2 separate regions of the Bos taurus genome follow, and region 1 is linked to region 2. Evidence: chromatin contacts called from public Hi-C data. All regions are on one chromosome and are shown on one strand. The core of a region is the stretch at or near the end of the contact, and the rest is flanking DNA. Distances in the headings are between cores, read along the strand shown. Region 1 holds the start of MAML3 (mastermind like transcriptional coactivator 3). Region 2 overlaps LOC107133280 (a long non-coding RNA gene).

Region 1 (3,065 bases), core at 354-2,853, 100 kb after region 2:
AAAGCTACTCTTTTACATTGGTTTCCCTACTTAGAGGGAACCTCACAACATGCTAATCAGTATCTTGCTGCCCATTTTACTGTATAATCCAAAGGATGGTAAAGATAAAGTTCACCATATAGATCTGATTAATTGAAGAAAAATATCGGTTCTTATTGCTGACATTATGAGGTTAGAAATAGCATCCTATGCTAATCTGCAATGCCAAGAAATGAAGATGGTTTAAATCAGATCTCATGATTAATGCATGAGATCCAAAGTTCTTTTATTCCTGGCTATTTTAGAAAACTGGGGTGTATTTTTACCCAAAAAACTAATTCCATAAGATTTATTGAGATAATACAAAATGCCTTATTACAAACAGCTCACAATCAAGATCTTGTCCTACTGATGATCACAGAAACTGTTCCTCAATTTTAATTGTTTCAAAATTATGTATATACGCAACGGGTTAAGTCCGGGTTACTTTCTGTGGGTGCTATTCCATTTTAATTGTACTTTTTTGTAAGTTCATTTGAACAGAAAGAAATATATCTAGCAATAAAGTGTGCCTGTTATTTTTGCTTGTTTTTGTTTTATGACAAACTGTGAAATGCTGTGTTTTTCCTATAGTTTTAGTCCATGAAATCTGCATCTTTCCACTTCATTTAGGAAGGACCCTTAATTACTGCTGTCATTAGCACCTAGTGTTCAAAACAGTCTGTTAAAATGTACTGTTAGTCTCACCTCTAAGTCCCTGCTTGCTTTATTTCAATTTTTTTCCAAGGTTAAGTAAAACAATAATTGCCCTAATAACAACAATCATGCACAGCGAATCAAATAACATTCCAAGTTTTTTGTTGCCTATTTCTTTTTCTTCAGAATTCCGCTTTTCTGTGTTAAGATTGGCCTAGAGTTTGAAAAAGTGTCCATAAGTAGGGTTACTACTACCGAGGACTTATTACTGGGGTTTTAAAAACAAGCCAGTATTTGCTTTTCTTTCCATATGGATAAGGATGACAGACAACTGCTGCGAAGCTTTAATGTTTCTGCCTGGTCATGCACAGTTCTGCAAAATATGCATAAATGTATATCAACAACTTGGGATCGCTTGATACCTCGCTCAGAATAAGGAAATCCAGCCAGGCGCGTCCACGCGGCCGTCCGCGCGTGCACACACGCACACATACACCCAGGCGCGCGCACGCGCGCGCACCACACACAGAAACACACACACACACACGCACAGGTCAAAAGTTGATTAATTCCCGAGATCCCCCAGAATCTTTTTCTCTTTTCTGCCAGCGCCGACTTCCCAGGCCGGGTGGCAGTGAAGTTAGGGGCGTGCGAGGGGCGGGGAGGAAGAGCAGAGGGAGGCGGGAGCTGGGTGCCGGGCGCCGGTGCGCGCCGCGCCCGCTCCTGCCGGGTGAGAGTCCGGGCCGGGTTTTGCTCCGTGTCCCCGGGCTTGTCTCACGGCCTCCAGCCGCCGCCGCTGCCGTGTTTACTGAGCTCGCGCGTCCTGATATCACTCCGCTGGCATGGAGGAGGAGGAGGAGGTGGAGGAGCGAGAGGAGGAGGAGGCGGCGGCGGCGGCGGCGGCGGCGGCGGCGGCGAGCAGTTGATCATTGTGATGGTGGCAGGAGCAGCGGCGGCAGCGGCAGCCCAGCCGAGCGTTAGGGGCTGCTCTCCGCGCGGCGTTTTGCAAAGGACTTCACCGATCTACTTTTGCAGTCGCCTCGGACTGTCCATGTGTTTACTTCCCCCAGCCCGAGGATTCGATATCTAGGTTCCTGTGAAATGCAACTGAGCAGCCAAAGTACTTTGAGAACACGGGGCGGCATAAACACCAAAACTTTTTTGTGGAAGGAAAATGCAATAAGCAAGCTTGCCGTTTTCCGATGCGGTGTGGAGTGAGTGTGTGTCGCGCGTGTCCGCACTGGAGGCATATGCTTGTGTGTGTACATGGGTTGTGTTTTTCGGTACGTAGGGAGAAAATGCTTGCCAACCACCGGAAATCTCTTGGAATTTATTAGAAAATAATGGATTATGAAAAGAAGGCAGGCGAAGAGCGGATCTTCCCTTGAGTTGCAACCCGATTTGCTGCTGGCTCAGTTTGTTGTGATTCTTTTTGTTGATAGGTGTCTGATGGTATTCTGATAACACCCCCCCTTTTTTCCCCTCGAGCTTTACAGTTTAAAAAAAGGAAACAAAAAAACCACCCCAAAATCTCCCCCCCCCCTTTTTTTTTCGCCCGGTCGGGATCGCTGTTTCTATCCATGTGCTTGCGTCTCCCCCGCGTTCCACTTAAACTATTTTAATCCTTGGACCCAAGGAGGAGGCTGATAGGGGGTGGATAAAAAAAGTTCTTCCAAAATAGTGTGCCCGGGGAGCAGGATGGGGGATTTCGCAGCCCCCGCTGCTGCCGCGAATGGCAGTAGTATTTGCATCAACAGTAGCCTGAACAGCAGCCTCGGCGGGGCCGGGATCGGTGTGAATAATACTCCCAATAGTACTCCCGCTGCTCCGTGTAGCACTCACCCGGCTGCCGGCTGCGGCACCGGCGGCTCCGGGGGCCCAGGCGGCGGATCGGCGGCCGTCCCCAAGCACAGCACGGTGGTGGAGCGGCTCCGCCAGCGCATCGAGGGCTGCCGGCGGCACCACGTCAACTGCGAGAACAGGTACCAGCAGGCTCAGGTGGAGCAGCTGGAGCTGGAGCGCCGGGACACCGTGAACCTCTACCAGCGGACCTTGGAACAGAGGGCCAAGAAATCGGGCGCCGGCACCGGCAAGCAACAGCACCAGAGCAAACCCCAGCAAGATGCGGAGGCTGCCTCGGCGGAGCAGAGGAACCACACGCTGATCATGGTGAGGGCGCGCTGGCAGCGGGCACTGGGCGCGCGCATGAAGGGGGGGGGGGGGCGCGTGGAGCTTCTTAACAAGGGGGCGCGGGGATCTGATTTGCACGGCGGGCGAGGTGGGCTGAAGCCGAAGGGTTAACGTCAACTTTTTTGAGGTAAAAGCTGCCGTCGCCGCTACCTGTTAATCTGTCAGGGTTGTCAGATTTGGGGAAGAGGGGGCGAGAGGGG
Region 2 (2,784 bases), core at 151-2,650:
CTGTGTTCCCAGCATCTGGGTTAGCACTGGGGGTAGAATGGAGGGCTGCTTAAGCCTTGCATCTCAGAAAAAGCATCTTCTAGTGAATTGTGGATAATTGTATAGGTTTTACATAGTAACTTATCACAGCAAAAATAACAAAATTAAGGAATGAAGATAATGTCCATATTTCACCCCTCAACCCCTCCTTCGTTCTACAGAGGGAAACGGGTGAGAAGAGAATAAAAGGGCTGCCGCCAGTCAAGGAAGTTTACACTTAACCCACCCCTCTCCGGCCTGAGTGCACACAACTCACTGCCTGGGGGGCTGTCCAGGCAGAAAGGACAGGGTGAGAGTCAGGGGGTGCTGGGCATCAGGACAACCAGGGCTCAGGATACAAGCTTTCTGGTCCCGACTGCATCTCTAATCATTTTCATGACTTTGGACAAGGCATTCTGCCCGCTTCCTGTGTACAACTGAGGGGCTTGGTCTAAGTGTTCTCCAAGGCTCCTAACAGCTCCTTAAAATTAGTATCTTTTTGGTAAAGTGAGTGTAGGGAGGTTGTAAAATGAAGCATGATTATCCCTGTTGGCTGTAAAAGAATAGGCCCTTGAAGGCAGTGCGAAAACAATCCACAAGGAATCCTTGTGATGGGTTAGGCATCTATACAGAAACACAGAATTGTGTGTTCTGCATAACACCAGTGGAGACACATGAGGCCATGTAAAACGGGGCTCAGGTAAGAAAGCCCACATCTTAACGCAGAAAATCAGGCTTCTGAACCTAAGCTGTGCCCTAGCTTCCTTACAGTCTCTCCCCGTGATAATGTAGCACCTTGAGCGCACAATTAAATGTCAGCCACAGAAAACATTTGTTGTTCCAGAAGGGGATTTTTTTGTCCTCAATATAATGGATATGCAGAAACAATGATAGAACAGACATTTTTTTTCTAAAGCGATGACAAACACACTGCTGCTTCCTCCCTCCCTCCTTTCCTCTTATCCCCACCCCCCAAAATAAATCATTGTTTAAAAAAAATCCCATTGTCTATTGTCCACGGAGATCAAGATCTGCCTAGGAACCGTGCTGGCGGGCTCGAAGCTGCCGCGAGCAGCCGGTAGGTGGCGCACGAAGGCAGCGCAGGCGGGAGCTCGGGACCCATCCCGGCGGGGGCGGTGGGGTGCGGGGGAATCTCACCACCCCACGCCCGCCCGCCGCCGCCTTCCACCCCCTCCTCACGTGCTAATTGCTGAATACTCTACTGGGACTTGGGTTAAGGGGAAAGAAAGCGGGAATGGGAGGTGGGGGAGGGAGGTGGGGAATCCGGTTCCGAATACACAAAGCCTCCGGGGTCGGCGGCCGAGGAGCAGGGCGTCCCCTCCCTTCCCCCCATCACCCAGCACCGCCCGGCCGCACCCGGCCGGGGCTCCGGCCAGACGGGCAGACAGACCACTGGTGGTGGGAGGCGGGTGGTGCGGGGTGGGGATCGCCGGGGAGAGGGGTCGGGGGGTGTGATCTGGGTTTAGAGCCCCACGCCCGGGTCCTTGGCTCACGCCTAAGCCTGGATACCTCCCTCTCTAGCTCACCTATCCAGAGCACCCCAGTTGCTGTTCAGCCGAGCATGGGGCTGCCTTCCGACTCGGGCAAGGCCAAGGCCAGGACCCGCTGCGGGCACGGCCCCCAAGCAACAGGGTCCGGTGGGCCCCGGAGTAGCAGGCTCCCATGTGGCTGCCTGAGCCCGGCTGGCGCCATCCGCATGCATCCCTCAGGAGGACTGGCGACCCTGCCCCTCCCGGGTCAGCCCGCGCTGAAAGGGCCACGCGGTCGTCCACGACCCCCAACCTCTGTCTAGTAGAACATGGTGTTACATGCTTGATGGCCCTAAAGTCAGACGCCTGGGTTGAAATGTGAGCCTTGACACCTGGGGTCTTTTGATCTTGGGGATGTCCCTAAACCCCCCAATCCTCCTTCTCCCCAACTATTAAAAGTGGCAGTAAAAAATAAAATAAAAGTGGCAGTAATACTTACCTTACAATAACGATGTGAGGATTTTTAAAAAGTGATGCTTAACTTAGCAGGAGGCCAGCCTAGAGTAATTTATTAACAACCCGACTCTCCTTGGAGCTGGACGATGATGCACAATTTGTTGCCCCCTGAGACCCATCTGGCATCTTTGTCTCCTAGACTGAGGAGCAGGGGGCCAAGAGATGAGCCGAAGAACATCCTTAGACTGGGCACTCCTAACAGCAGATGCCATCAGTTTGTCCCTCTTCAGCCCTCTGCCTCCATCCGTCTTCCTGCCCCTGATGCTGGGCTGCGGCAGTGTGGGGCCCCTGTCCTCTCCTTCCTCTTTCCTGGGTATATGTTTCTCTTCTCAGTTGGAAAGGTCTCAGAGAGTGTATAGGGCTCTGGGGTCAGACACACTCAGATTGGAAAATTCTGAGCCCACGTCTCCTAGCTGGGACATTGGGTATGTCATTTAACCTCCCTGAGCTTCAGTTTGCAGCTTTATGAAATGGTGGTCATGATTCGTACCTAAGGGTTCCTCTGAAGATTAAAGGAGATAAAGTTTCTAAACAGCCAGGTATATACTATCTGTTCAGTCGATTTTTAAGTTTACAGTTGAAATTAGGTCAGATTATCTTGCAGATCACTGGAGTTTCTGCAGACAGCCACCAAAGTTGAACCCCAGAACTACTACCGTTGAGCGTCTCGTCTCCCTTCTGAGTCAGCAAGCTTTATTTGCCCTCCAGGAAGAGAGCAGAAATCCAGTGAGGCCACATTCTCTTCTCCCCAGAGCCTCAC

What was found. Hi-C and Micro-C count contacts between places; a contact is called where the count stands out from the background.
Region 1: a Hi-C map of liver shows a contact between it and region 2, with 3 times the contacts expected there. The contact joins the promoter of MAML3 here to the enhancer-like site in region 2. A contact is called at or near these places in 4 of 11 Hi-C or Micro-C datasets (liver, skeletal muscle and skin fibroblasts).

Annotation. Positions count from the first base shown.
Region 1 is chr17:17,559,112-17,562,176 of ARS-UCD2.0, forward strand. It overlaps MAML3 (mastermind like transcriptional coactivator 3), which reads left to right and starts at 1,604. Exons shown (of 5, transcript XM_015475390.3): 1 at 1,604-2,844. The coding sequence starts at 2,374.
Region 2 is chr17:17,457,566-17,460,349 of ARS-UCD2.0, forward strand. All of the region lies in intron 5 of LOC107133280 (a long non-coding RNA gene), which reads left to right. Among named protein-coding and RNA genes, the nearest start is that of MAML3, 100 kb to the right of the region's middle. Within about 2 kb of position 1,401, at least 29 of the 102 cell types and tissues checked have an H3K27ac peak or open chromatin away from gene starts, as enhancers often do. A contact at or near this core is called in liver and skeletal muscle, where this site is marked.